3 separate regions of the Mus musculus genome follow, and all the other regions are linked to region 3. Evidence: chromatin contacts called from public promoter capture Hi-C data. All regions are on one chromosome and are shown on one strand. Each heading gives the region's core, a stretch centred on a gene start, on an enhancer-like site or on the middle of the called end of the contact. The rest is flanking DNA. Distances are from core to core; before and after follow the strand shown.

Region 1 (4,494 bases), core at 1,298-3,797, about 11 Mb before region 3:
CCCCAGTCCTAGTGAGGGAAGGCAAACACTGCTTATTCTAACGCAGAGACTGCTGCAAGCTAAGTTGCCAAGCTGAGGAGAGATATGGCCAAGCTTGAGGGAGCTTGAGGAAGAACAACCGGCTGAAAAATTCTTTCACTGTGACTTTTCAGGGAATGGCCCTGTATCCTACCTCTCACCCTTGTCATCTGGAGGATGTGATGCTGTGATCCTAGCTCACCCCTCTCATCTGGAGGTTGTGGTGCTGTGATGTCTGCTTTACTGCCCCCTGCTCTCCATGTTGAAAAACAATAGAGTGAGCTTGGCTATGGCAACTCTGTACTTCCCTCCAACCCTGGCTGGGGCCTGCTGGGGCAAGCTTTCCTAGGCTTGGACAGTCCATGAATCCCATACCCCTACACAGTGAGGTTTATGAATGGGAACATACGTATGTGTTGCCCAGAAGAAACTCAACCTCAGGACTATCTAGAGACCACAGCAAAGGAGATTTCTCCCCACAGAGGCTCCTAGCACTGGAATCCAGAGCTGCCGAGGCCAACAGCAGTGGAGGGCCTGCCCAAGTGGAGCTAACTTTGGGCGGCAGCACTGACAGAGAGCAGCAACACACAGGTCCTCAGATGTGATCATACTGAGAGCCCAAAGTGCTTATGGCCCCTTGGTTACTTCTTAGTTACCAAGCCAATCAAACACTTGCTAAGCAAGATGCTGAAGTAAACCATCAGAAGAAAAACCACTGCTCCTAACACGGAACAAAGAAGTCCATTGGAAGTTTCTTGGAATAAGATACAACATTGAAATACTCTATAGACTCTGACATCCAAACTATCCCACAGGAAATCCGGCTCATGTGAACACACTTGATGTGTAATCTAGATCTTTCTCTTCCACTGGATTTGAAAAGGACCATCCCAAGAATCAATGCCTGTCTGGCATTTGCTGGTGTTTTGGGGTATGTATGTATTAAATTATTAAGAGTTAGAATGGCAAGTCACTGTTAAAGATGCTACATGAGTTCCCTGTGGCTGTAACGGCAGCAGAGTAGAGGAGACTGACCCAGAAAATAGCGGAGAGCAGTGATAAGCATAGCTGGGTGACTTGGCATGCTTCTCCTTTAATCTGTGAGGCTACACTCCTAGTTCACACAGGTTCTGAACCCCGAGCTGATCTCCCTCAACCACCATCCTCCCCTTTAGCACAAGAGGGCAGCACGGTATGAAGGATTACTGGATTCCACCCTTCTTCCTTATCTCTATTCCAGATGGGTACAACTGCCCGTTCAACCTATGCTCCTGTCAAGACAAACATTCTTTAAATCCAACTTTGATCACCCCTCTCCAGGTCTTAATTTTAAAACCCTAGGCAGCCCCATTGTAGGAGTAGAAGTGCTAATTATGACCGGACACCTTGTTTCCCCAGTCTCCATTCTTGTCTTGGATTTTTTTTTTGTTTGTTTTTATTTTTGGGACAGAGTCTCTTATTTAGGCCTGACTGGCCTAGAACTTGTTATGTAGTCTAGACTGGCCTCAAACTCACAGAGATTCTCCTGCCTCTGCATCCCAAGTACTAGGATTAAAGGTATGTGACACTATGCCCGGTTATGACTTGAATTCTAGAGAATAGTCAAATCTAACGAACTTCTCCAGTGCCTTGACCAGACCCTGTGTCTTCAAGAGCCCGTGTCAGGTGTGGTAGTGCATGCCTTTGATCCCAGAACTTGGAGGATCTCGGAGTTTGAGGTCAGTATGGTCTATATGTAGTAGTTCTAGGGCTACACAGTGAGACAGTCTCAAAAAAAAAAAAAAAAAAACAAAAACCAAAAAACAAGCAAGCAAACAAACAAACAAACAAAAATCAGGTCTGTCTACCTCGTCTCTGTGGTGCATAGAACAGAATGTTAACAGCAGATACAAGTGTATGCCCAATAAAACTAAAACAAAGTACGGGTACTGAAGATCCCTGCAGGAGGGCTGTGGGGGCAGCGTGGCCAAAACACTGGGGCCTCAATAAGGACATCTACAAAATGTACATTTTCAGCCGATGCACTCACTGGAGCCCTTCCACCTCCTGTTCCTTCCCGCCTCACAAAGCCCACCACAGATCTGGATCTGTGCAATGCTGTGTTACTAGCTGGTTACCACAGGCGGCTGGTGTTCCAGCTGCCACTAGGGCAGCCACAGCCAGCAGTGTCAATTGACATTTACCCTAGCATTGCTTATAAACTAAGCCCCAACTCTTCTATTTTTGGTTATGAACTTACCCTGTCATCTTTCCAACCAGAAACCCGAACTCAATGTAGCAACTTCCAAACATTTTGTTACAAGGATATGAAAAGTGTTTCCAGTTTTCTTTTCAAGAAAACGTAAATGTTACAATATTAAGTAATGATCTGGGGCCAAGTAATTTTAAGGACTGAGAGTGCTTTAGAGAATCTTAACGCTTAAAAAGCACAACAAACCAAACCCAGCGAACAAACAAAACCCCCAAACGACACGGATCGAAGTGTAGCCTACCCGGAGCCAGAGCTACAGTCTTTAGTCTCGTGGCAACTGCTCCTGTTCAGTAACGCATGCAGACGAGGACAAGGCGGGGCTCGAATCCGATTCCGGACACGAAGGCTGAGATGCGCTGCAGGGAGGCCTGGAACAGGCACTGGCCGCGCAGTCCCTCCAAGGCCAGGTGTCAGGGAGCCTCCGCCCCGGGTGCCTGCCGAAGACCGAGGCCACGCAGGGTCACAGAGCGCCGCGGAAACGACCAGGCGGGGCCGCTGCGATGTCGGCCTCCGCTATCTTCGGAGGGGTCTCGGTCCAGCCGCCCCCACCCCGGGCCTCTGAGGAGGGCAGCAGAGGAGCAGCCCGGGCTGCCTCTGCCCAGGGCCCGGGCCGCAGCTGCGCTCCCATAGCAACCAGGCCGGCCCGCGCGGTACGCCTGCGCGTCCGCCCGCCGGCGCCTGCGTGCGCATCCAGGCCTCGAGGATTCTGGCTGGGGACAGGTCCTGCAGTCGGACGTTTCCGGTTGCACCTACCTACGTAGAGAAAAGAGTTCCGGGCCGCGTCTACGCACCACAGTTCCGGGCAGGAACGTTACAAGTCCAGTGTCGCTACGGTACCGCAGCCCTGCAATGTGCGCGGTGCTCCGCCAACCCAAATGCGTCAAGTTGCGAGCCCTACATAGCGCCTGCAAGTTCGGCGTGGCGGCCCGGAGCTGCCAGGAGCTGCTGCGTAAGGGCTGCGTCCGCTTCCAGGTGGGTCTTGCATTCCGGGCAAGCACTGCGCGGCGGGCACCTTGGCTTCCACCCCTACGATTTCCATCCTCTTGGGTGGGCTTGGACAGGCGCTAGGCTTCTACAGTACGCAGAGCTGGCTGTCTGGAAGCCAAGACTGTTGTGGGACAAGCTGATCTTCTTGTCCTCCAGCTCCCGATGCCCGGTTCCCGGCTGTGCCTGTACGAAGATGGCACGGAGGTGACGGACGACTGCTTCCCGGGCCTTCCCAACGACGCTGAGCTCCTATTGCTCACCGCTGGCGAGACCTGGCATGGCTGTGAGTAGGAACACTTTGGAGATGGGAGGGACCTACACGGTTTAAAGCCTCGTCGAGGGGCCCGGGCAGGAACCCAGAAGATCTGGTTAAAGGCTCTGAATGCCAAAAGCTTTTGCTGAAGAACTTTGATTTTAATTTTGAAACTGCCAAGGGCAAGGGAAGGATTGAGACTGGGGTCGGTGCTGCTGTGCTGTGCTGTGCTGTGCTGTGGTGTGCTGTGCTGTGCTGTGGTGTGCTGTGCTGTGCTGTGCTGTGCTGTGCTGTGCTGTGCTGTGGTGTGCTGTGCTGTGCTGTGGTGTGCTGTGCTGTGCTGTGCTGTGGTGTGCTGTGCTGTGCTGTGCTGTGCTGGGTTGGGCTGGGCTGGGCTGGGCAGGGCAGGGCAGGGCAGGGCAGGGCAGGGCAGGGCAGGGCAGGGCAGGGCAGGGCAGGTCTTGGTTCCATTCACTGTTGCTCCGGGCTGTACTTCGACCAGTGTGCTGAAATGCTCTCAGGTATCATGGTTTTCATTCAGGCTATTCTAGGTAGGTGTGATGACAGATCATTGTAGTCTTAATCCGAATTTCCCTGGTGGCTAATGGGATTGGGTATTATCTTCCTATTTACCACTTGAAGGCACTCTTCAGAGAAGCGATTCTTCGCGTTTTTTGTGTTTCTTAGTCGGATTTATAAAGCTGTTTAAATATTTAGCCCCCCCCCCCTCCAGAATATCTTGGTTATGACTTCGATGTAAGATAGTGTGGTTTTCAAATATCTCCCGCTGTGTAGCTTTTCACTGTCTTTATTGAAACTGAGCTCCAACCACATAGCTAACCGGCCTTGCTCTTTCCATGCTCTGTACTAGAGCAAAAGGTTCAGATTTGCAAGGGAAATGGGGAGGACAAGGCTACATGTGGCCGAGGCTGGTCTAAAACTTGTGATTCTCCTGCCTCTACTTCCCAACTGCTCACATTCCAAG
Region 2 (4,967 bases), core at 435-2,934, about 19 Mb after region 3:
CTCCATAAGGCAGGAAATGGTAAAAACAATAAGCTGCCAATCATCACAGCAGGGAGCCAAAGGTGTAGCTCAGTGTGGTCCCAGAGCCTGCCTATCATGCATAATACCCTGGCTTCCAGCACCTGCACCAAGCCAAGCCAACCTGATAGCTCGTACCTGAAAGCTCAGGATGAGCTTAAAGTCACCCTTGGCTACATAGTCAGTTCTTGGCCAGCCTGCTATACAGGAAGAAAACAAAAAAACCACAGCAGGGCTGGAGATGTAGCTTTAAGGCTTGCCTGATACAACCCTAACATACAGCAAATTTGTCTCTCAGTGTTAACTTGGAAGAGAGAAAAAGTTCTCATAGGTTTCAAGTGGTAGTTACTTAGCATAAGCACTCCCCCCAAAGGTCTAACTTTGACACAGACGTGAGAAAATAAAACAGTTGTCCAGCAAGTGCAGGGGCGGAAGATGTGGGGGTAGGCAGCGATGTTGCTTTTTAAAAACACCACCCCTACAAAATACCAGAGATTTCTGTTTGGACAGACCTTTGTGTCAGAGTGGAAATGGGGAAAGCATGGTTGTCTGTGACCGTAGTTTTACCAGAAGTTCGCTCTGTTTGTAATGGGAATGGCTGATTGAAAGAAATCAACCCTGCCTCTATTTCCCTAAAAATACAAAGCCTTAGGCATTCATTCTATTCGTTCACGACGGACCCAAGTGAAAACAAATGCACTGATGTCTGTCCGCCTGCAAAACCGTCTCCAAAGATCGCTGTGACCAGCTACTGGGGACTGTCACCTGTAACTGCAACCACAGGGCTACAAGTTCTAAATAAAGTAGGTGTAGCGATAGAGTCCCCCCCCCCGCCCCCCCCCCCAAAAAATGTTTTTACAGAAGTCTCCAACAGACTGACAACAAACACTGAGATGCCCAGTGTCTTCGCCACAACACTTTCAGGCGCCGCTACGGTCCAGAGGCTGGGAGGAGATCCCTGAAAACTCCTGTCACCTAAGTGAGATGCGGCGGGACAGCACGCTCACCAAGTTCTCCGCGTGAGAACCGGGGACGACGGGTCGGTTTCGTCAACGCCACAAGGGCAGCGACCAGAAGGGAGGAGTTCTAGGGCGGTGACCGGCACCTGCCTCCTCCCTCCAGCCAGCGTCGCCTCCTGGCCCCCCTCGACCCTCGGAGGCCCAGGTCGGGGACCCTGGGCGAACCGCGCCCAGGCTCTGCGCTCGCAGGTGTGGACAGTGCCCGGGGACGCAGCGCCAGGCCTCCACCCTCTCAGGCCTCCTGGGCACCCGCCACCTGAGCGCCGTGGGCCGGGCAAAACCAAGGGCAGGCGGCGGCTGCGGGGCGCTCACCTTCTGGATGGAGGATTTGCCGCTGCGCCGGAGCCCCATAAGCAGGATCCTCGGCTTGGAGCTGTCAGCGCCGCCCGGGCCGCAGCCGCCGCCGGCCCCCGCGCCTCCGCCGCCACCCGCCGCTGCCTCCTCTTCCTCCTCCTCCACGCCGTAGCCGAAGTCCTTGGGGAACGAGTCGGCTGCGCCGTAACTGCCGGCCAGGGGCGTCTCCTCCGCCCCGTACTGCAGGGACATGGTGCTGGACCACCACCGCCCGCGCCCTGACAGGCCAGGCCAGGTTAGGCCGCCGCCTCCCCAGGCCGCCGCTGTTGCCGCCGCCCCCGGCAGTAGCCGCCGCAGGGCCCGCCCATAAGCCCAGCTCCGATTGGGCCGCCGCCAAGCTTCGGTTTATTATTGGCTGGGCGGGCTGCCACTCTGGGACAACAGGGTAAGTGGTACTATCACGTGCCCGGAATCACCTGACTAGCAGCGGCAGAAGGGGGGGAGGCGTCACGAGGAGTTCGGCCTGGCCGCGCCTCTCGTCGGCCTCCGGGCCTTCGCCCTGGGGGCACAGCCCGCAACGCACCTCGGCCTTCCATGCGCGCGCTGGGCTGCTCCCCGCTCCCCGCCTTCTTCCGGGCTCCGAGAGCAACGCAGGGAAGCTTCTAGGCGTCTGGGTAAGAATTCTTTGTGCCCCCCTCCCTTGTTGCAGCTGCCCTGCCAGTATTTAGTGATGCTTGTCAGGTCCTGGGTACCAGGAAGGCACTGGAAACTGAATTGCCCCTCCATGCCCTCAAGTTGCTTGAAGCTGAACAGAGATTGGACTTCTGTGTAAGTTGACTCAGTACAGATTTTATGGGAAAAGGCCATGAGGATAGATGAATTGCTCTGGAATTGGGTGAGTCCACCGGAGGTCGTGTGTGAGCCAGTCCAGACCTATAGATTCGGCACGTGCGAAAGGCAATTAGGAATCTCAGTGATAACTTGCCTATGCTGGTACCTGGAACCCGATAAGGAAAACAGATACGAGCATGCTAAAACATCTTCTAATTCCGTAAGCAGATCGCTGATAGGATACTGCTGCCCTTATATTCTACCGACTCCATCTTCACGCCCACCTAGTGCCCCTCCAGTAACCCATCCAGCAACTGAGTACTTGACTTCTTTGTGATTAGAGACTAGAGGAATTAGGGCTAATGAAGGCAAATGATTACTGCCAAAGTATGTTTCAGAAAGTTGTAAATGTCTCGGACTCCCAGAAGTGGAAATTTGACAACCCTTAAAATACAGCCGTGTACACTCAAAAGGAGTTGGGGTAGGGATAGGGCTTCTGGTTTTACAAAGTGACTGTTGTTTGCAGGGCTAAGGATGAAATTCGGGGTCTTTTGCGCATGCTAGGGAAAATTCTACCACATAGTCTCATCTCCTACTCAGACAGACTGATCTGACTGTAGAGAGAAAAGTAAGCTCTAGTAGGCCGTCACAACCTCACCTAAAAAATATCAACTCCACAGTACCTAATAGACAGGCAGAATGCACTTAAATATGCGTGTGTCTCTCAGTATCAATGGGAGAATGCTTTCAGGACACCCTTAATCCGATTAACCGACTGGAAGACGGTCAGATTCCTAGTATAGGCTATTTACATGTGAACCTATGCACACTCCATGTACTTTATATTATCTCTGCATTAATTATAATAACCAGTACAATGAAAAATGAAATTGTGTCTTTGCCAGGCATGATATGATGGCCCACATCCGTAAATCTCAGTACATCTGAGGCAGGTGTAGAATTCCCCCCAAAAAGTTCTAAGTCAGCCCACTCTACACATCCTTGACAGCCTTAGCTAGAAACCCCTTTTTTAAAGAATGGGATGTGTGTATAAATAGTTGTTGCACTATATTGCATAAGTGTAAAAATAAAGTCTACATATGTTCAGTACAATTCCCCCAAAATATTTCCAATCCAGTTGGCCTAATCTATGGATTCAGAGAACCAACTGCTGTGCCAGGGGAAATCAAATTTAACGGTAGCTTTGATAAAAGGTTTAACAGTTTTTGGGTGGAATATATGAGTAGAGATCATAGGACAACCACAGATATCTAAAAACTTTCACCCTGATTTTTTGGGAACAGTTTCTTCTTTATCTATCTCACAATGGGAGCACTGAGATTACTGACATAAATATGCTCAACTTTATGTGAGTTTGGGGGATTCAAACTCAAGACCTCACATTTATTTAAAAAGTGCTTCCCCACTGAGCCATCTTCAAAAGCTCTGTTCTTTTTAAATTTTTATTCCTGCTCAGTGGTTAAAAGCACTTGGTGCTCTTGCAGATGATCCACATCCAGTCCCAGCACCCATATGATGGCTCACAACTGTCAAGTGTCAGGGGATGCAGTGCCCTCTAAGGATGCCAGGCACACAGGTGGAACTCATAAATACATGCAGGCAAAACACTCATACACATAAAATAAAAATAAATAATTTTTATAAAGTTTCTTATTCAAGGGGTTGTGGATACAGCTCAGTTGGTAGAATGCTTGCCTAGTTTTCATGAAACCCTAGGCTCCATCTGCAGCGCTACCTAACTCAGGCCTGGTAGCACTTGCCTGTTATCAAAGCGCCAAGGAAGCGAAAGCAAGACCAGAAGGTCAAGGTTATTCCCTGCTATAATATCAAAGTTTGTTTCAAAATAAAGCTTCAGGCCAACAATCAAATTCCTCAAAGCCTCAAGTAGAACAAAACAGTAGTCACTTCTTTGCAACAGTCCTTCTACTATTCAAATGCAGTCTTTATTACACAAAGTCTTCTCAACCTGATAGAACCATGAGTTCCAGGCCCCAAAAAGTCTTCTCAATTCCTGTTGCTTCAATCATTGCTTCTACAGTGCTGTTCTATCTAAGACCTTGAGGTCTTGTGTTTATACTGCTCAGGAGAGTTCCTGCTGGCCAAATGTGCACCAAATGCTGGAGGTGCTGGTGGTGTGATTGAGGAACTGAATTTTGTAGCTAGTGACAACCACACTGAACAACTCGCCCATGCTTTCACATCCCGTCTCCCTATTGGTCATTCTTCCTTAAAATGCATTCATGCTTTTCAGCATCCCTCAGATGCCTGGTACCTACAGAGTAACAATAGGACTTTTAGAAAGTTTTTTTTTAGTTAGCACCTGGACAATATTTGTTTTCCAAAATGGATTTTTAAGCTTCCTTGGAGTATAAATGGCTCACATTAGAGATCACCAGAACTAGTATTTTATCAGAAACCCTACTCACGGGCTGGTGAGATGGCTCAGTGGGTAAGAGCACCCGACTGCTCTTCCGAAGGTCCAGAGTTCAAATCCCAGCAACCACATGGTGGCTCACAACCATCCCTAACGAGATCTGACTCCCTCTTCTGGAGTGTCTGAAGACAGCTACAGTGTACTTACATATAATAAATAAATAAATCTTAAAAAAAAAGAAAGAAAGAAAGAAAGAAAGAAAGAAAGAAAGAAAGAAAGAAAGAAAGAAAGAAACCCTACTCACTTTGTATAACTATATACTTTAACCACTATAGGACTTTATATGTGTTTGTGGCCAGCAGTATAGGTACTGTAGATTTTCATGTTCAAACCTGATCCAAAGTAGGCTA
Region 3 (4,604 bases), core at 988-3,487:
CTTCAATACCAGATCTGCCCTCTTCTGGCCACCCAGGACAGCAGACATAGACATGGTGCATACACATATACAGGCAAAACACCCATACACAAATAAAATTTTTAAAAAAAACAGATTCAAAATAATTTTGAGGTGAGGTTGTTTGGGTTTGATCCCAGGGCCTGGCCCAAACTAGACAAGCACTCTGCCAGTAGGCTGCATTCCTAACTCATTTGTTTCATTTTATGTAAACAAGGTCACCCCAGTCTAGCCCAGAACTGGAGATCACGCTTCATTGTGTTTCTAGGGCTGGAATGCCAGAAAGAAGTAAGCAGCCCACCTGGCTTCTTTTTATTTTAATTTGGATCAAGGTCAAGTTAAATTATCCAGGCTAAACCAACTACATTCCTATAGCTTCAGTCCTCAGACGAGATGGGACTTGTAGTCCTGTGCCATAAAACCTCTTCAATCCCAACGCCAAGGAAGCAGCAGAGGCAGGCAGGTCTCTGTGAGTTTGAGGCCAGCCTGGTCTTCAATGCTAGTTCCAGGACAGCAGGGGGTACAAAAGAAACCCTGTCTCTGAAAAATTTAAAAAAAAAAAACAAAAACAAAAAGTGAAAGAAAGAAAACAAATCTCAATTTAGATCTCAAATTTCAAAACATTAACTTTTGTAAAATTTAAGGAATTTCAAGCTAATCAATCAAATGTAGAGTTAGAAGGTCAGGGGTTCAACTGAGACCAGCCCAAGCTTAACGAGACTCTGTCTTTAAGAAATTTTAAAGTCAGTGGGCAACACTAGCTAGACATGGTAGTGCATGCCTTAAAACCAAAGCCTTAAAACCAAATACTCAAGAAGCAGATGCAAATGGATCTCTGTGCATTCCAGGTCACCCAGGGCTACAGAGAAACTCTGCCTAAAAAAAAAAAAAAAAAAAAAAAGTAAGAATGTAAATGAATAAAATCCAAACTCTAAGAAGATGGAATTAAAAGGATCAGATAAGACTATGTCTTCAAAATAAAATGAAATGAAAATTTTAAAATGTGAAGTCAGATATGATGAGACTACATGTGAATTCTACCATATTCTGCATGTGACTCTGTCTCTAAAAAGAAAAATTAAAATAAGCCTTAAATATTGAATCATTAATTCAACATTCAGAGGGGTGAGGCAGTCTGAAGCCAACCTGAGCTAGACTAAGGCCCCATCTAAAAAAACAAAAACAAAAACAAAAAACAAAGAAAAAATTTAACTTGACACAAACCAAGGTATAATTCTAGATATTCCATTAACTTTCAGCTTGTAGTTCCAGCTTGGGGAGGCAGATGCAGAACTGCCAGGTAATTTAAAAGCACTCTTGGCTGATCTGCGTTCTAGGTGGGCCTGGGCAGCAAAGTAAGGTCATGCCTCAAATAAAATAAAATAATAAATGAAACCAGCAAATTAAGGTCGAAGATGATGGCAACCATCACTATTAGTAAACTCAATGCCTGCGATCTGTTCCTGGGAAGAGAAGAAATCAGAGTTCCTTTGGCATCTTGGGTCAAGTGGCCCTCAATCAAAACTGTGCCCTTCTGGAGGTGACTGACTTACCAGAAACAAGAACTGATGGCAGAACTCAGAATCCCAGCAGGCCCAGGCAGTCAGTCCAAGCTCGGACTCCAAGTGCTGGTGAGTGTCTTCCCGAGCTTCTCTAAAGCTTTTATAGCCATCTTCACTTCAAACTTCCGGCCTGAGGCGTTTTCATCCGTCTCGCACTTCCGGCCTGCAGCGTTTTCATCCGTATCTGTCTCGCACTTCCGGCCTGAAGTGTTTTAGCCGTATCCGGTCCCACACTTCCGGGTTCCGTTTTATACTTCCGGCCTGAAGCGGTTTTTATTTTTTTGTTTTTCGGCGGTTTGTTTTTTGTTTTTTGTTTTCTTTTTGGTCGCCCCTCCCCCGGCTCGGTCCGCGTATTCTGTCTCACATTTCCGGTTTGTAGTCCCGCCTGTCAACCACAAGCCGTCCTCTGATTGGATGACTGAGTTTCCGCCACGTCTGGGCGTTTTCTGTTTCTGTATTGATTGACAACATAGTCTCCGTGGAAAAGGAAAAAAAAAAAAGAAAGAAAGAAAAAAACAGCCGGGAAAACCGCGCACATCCGCGGAGAGGCAGATGCAGGCGGATCTCTGGGGAGGTAAAGCCAAATTCACGGAGATGAGGGAAAAAAATCCTGAAAGCCGCGGAAGCGGTTCACGCCCTTAATCCCAGAACTCCTGTGAGCGATTCAGGCGGATCCCTGTGACGTCCGGAGCAGCCTGCTCTACGTAGAGCTCCAATACAGCCAGGACTACATAGTGAAACTCTGACTCAAAAAATAATAATTTAAAAAAAAAAACTGAGATTCCGTGAAAGTCAAAAGCCGATGCGTTAATTCACTTCATTCAATTTGTTTTCTGTATTTGCTTTACTTATTTATTTTCTTGTTAATTCACTTGGTTCTGCATTTCTTTCATGAATGAAAAAATAATAAACTAAGGACATGGCTGCTTCTAAGTATGGTGGAGGAGGAGGTTTATTGTAGGGGAAAAGGGAAGCATAGGCAGACAGCTGGGGGAGTTCAGAGTGGACATAACCCCTGAGCCATAAGACCCGGGTGCTGTGGCCAAAAGGTAAAAAGGGGGCAGGTAACTAAAATGGCTGGGTTATATAGAGAAGGGCAACACAAGCTGGAGAATTTGGGGTAGAAGGTGGAGTGTGCCAGCCATACCCTGTAACAAGGGGTACTGGGAGAACGTGGCAGCCTGGTCCACATTGATATGTTAAATAGGCACCTCAGCCATTTATTTGAGACTTAGAGTTTCAGAGGTGGAATCTTGCTCAGTACCTAAGGTTGATTTGGAACTCCAACTCTTAGCCAGTCTCCAGTCTCCACCTTCCTCTGGGGTTGAGCCAAGAGGAAGTTGTGAGCCAACATACCTGGCGGAATTGTATTCATTTGTGGCCCACTTAGTTCTAAGTATGAGTCACTGGGGATAGGAGTTTTAATCTGTGCCTGACGAATAGACATTTCTTAAAGCTGATATTATTATTGGCAAAGTTACGAATATGTTCTGGATCAGGGCCTGAGCTGGATGCTCTCTACCAGTCATCTGCTGTGGCATCTTCTCAGAAGGCAGGAAGATGTTCCCATTAATACTGCAGTAAGTGGCCTGGGAAGAAAGCTCAGTTTATAGAACAGTTGCTGCCCAGTATTCTCAAAGGTGCACTGTCCAGCAAGCACTGCATGCACCAGACAGACACTGTGGGGCATACTTGTAATCTCAGAACTAAAAAGTTAAGAGTTAGGAGGATCAGTTCAAAGTCATTTTTCCCCAAGCTTCATTGCCGGCCCAGGCTATATAGACCCTTACTCTCAAACGATGAAGAAACTTGCCTTTGAGAACAAAGGTTTTCCACATTAGGTTTTCCAGAAGGTAGAAGATGCTTCAGAAAGTGTCAGCCAGCACACTGGCTAGAGAACATGCAATAGAGAGTGGGGGCTGTGGGGTGGGTGAAATGGCTCATAGGTAAGGAGACCTGCCACAGCACTAGACTATTGGGTTCAGTCACACACTTAAGTGCTGGAAGAAGAAAACTGACTCTTGGGCTTGCCCTCTGACCTCCACATACACCCACAGACATACAGAAAATACACATACTTTTTTTTAAAAAATGAAAAGGAAGGTAAAGCCAGAGTGATAGCTCAAGCTTATATCTCAGCACTCAGGAGGCTGAAGAAAGCTTGCTACAAGTTTTGGGTCTAGCCTGGACAACATACTAAAACTCAGTTTCTAGTAAACAGCTAACACTGGAAGCAGGACCTCAGTGCCACAGGGTATCTTGCCATCAGACCTGAGGGCTTAGGTGATAATAACCTAGAAGCTCTGGAGTTAGGAGCTGTGGCAGCCTGGGATATCAGAGAGCAAGCACACAGTAGAGAAAGGCAGTACCTCTCTGGCAGTGTGGTTGGTAGCACCTGAAAGTTTTGGTTTTGTTTGTTTGTTTGTTTTGCTTTGTTTTAATATAGAGTCTCTTTACATAATCCTGCCTGTTCTGGAGCTCACTGTGTACTGACTTTGAAAACTCACAGAGGAGCTGGAGAGATGGCTCAGTGGTTAAGAGCACTGACTGCTCTTCTGAAGGTCCTGAGTTCAAATTCCAGCGATCACATGGTGGCTCACAACCATCTATAATGGGATCTGATGCCCTCTTCTGATGTGTCTGAAGACAGCTACAGTGTACTTGCATATATAAATAAATCTTAAAGAAAAAAAGAAAAGAATACTCACAGAGATCTGCCTGCCTGCCTATCCCCACTAGGTGCTGGAACTTATGTCATGTACCACCACACCCAGATTTCTTTTTAGATGAGACACAGGTCACACCCTGTAACCTTCATGGGCCTAGAATTTTCTATATAGACCAGGCCTTTCTCATACTCAAGCTGCTTGTCTTGCTTCTGTTGTCCTTGCCGTTTAAGAGTTGAGGCAGGGGACTGGAGAGATGGCTCAGTGGTTAAGAGCAATGACTGCTCTTCTGAAAGTCCTGAGTTCAAATTCCAGCAACCACATGGTGGCTCACAACCGTCTGTAATGGGATCCGATG

What was found. Promoter capture Hi-C pulls out the DNA fragments that hold promoters and counts their contacts.
Region 1: a contact with region 3 is called in a promoter capture Hi-C map of pre-B cells. The contact joins the promoter of Cep104 here to the promoter of Pramel12 in region 3. A contact is called at or near these places in 4 of 39 promoter capture datasets (the C10 cell line, liver, neutrophils and 1 more).
Region 2: a contact with region 3 is called in a promoter capture Hi-C map of pre-B cells. The contact joins the promoter of Rragc here to the promoter of Pramel12 in region 3. A contact is called at or near these places in 3 of 39 promoter capture datasets (frontonasal cranial neural crest, liver and pre-B cells).

Annotation. Positions count from the first base shown.
Region 1 is chr4:153,973,614-153,978,107 of GRCm38.p6, reverse strand. Cep104 (centrosomal protein 104) reads right to left here and starts at 2,547. Exons shown (of 22, transcript NM_177673.2): 1 at 2,511-2,547. It overlaps Dffb (DNA fragmentation factor, beta subunit), which reads left to right and starts at 3,027. Exons shown (of 7, transcript NM_007859.4): 1 at 3,027-3,241; 2 at 3,413-3,539. The coding sequence starts at 3,119.
Region 2 is chr4:123,914,150-123,919,116 of GRCm38.p6, reverse strand. Rragc (Ras-related GTP binding C) reads right to left here and starts at 1,684. Exons shown (of 7, transcript NM_017475.2): 1 at 1,350-1,684. The coding sequence starts at 1,583. It also overlaps D130007C19Rik.
Region 3 is chr4:143,410,059-143,414,662 of GRCm38.p6, reverse strand. It overlaps Pramel12 (PRAME like 12), which reads right to left and starts at 2,237. Exons shown (of 5, transcript NM_172877.3): 1 at 1,572-2,237.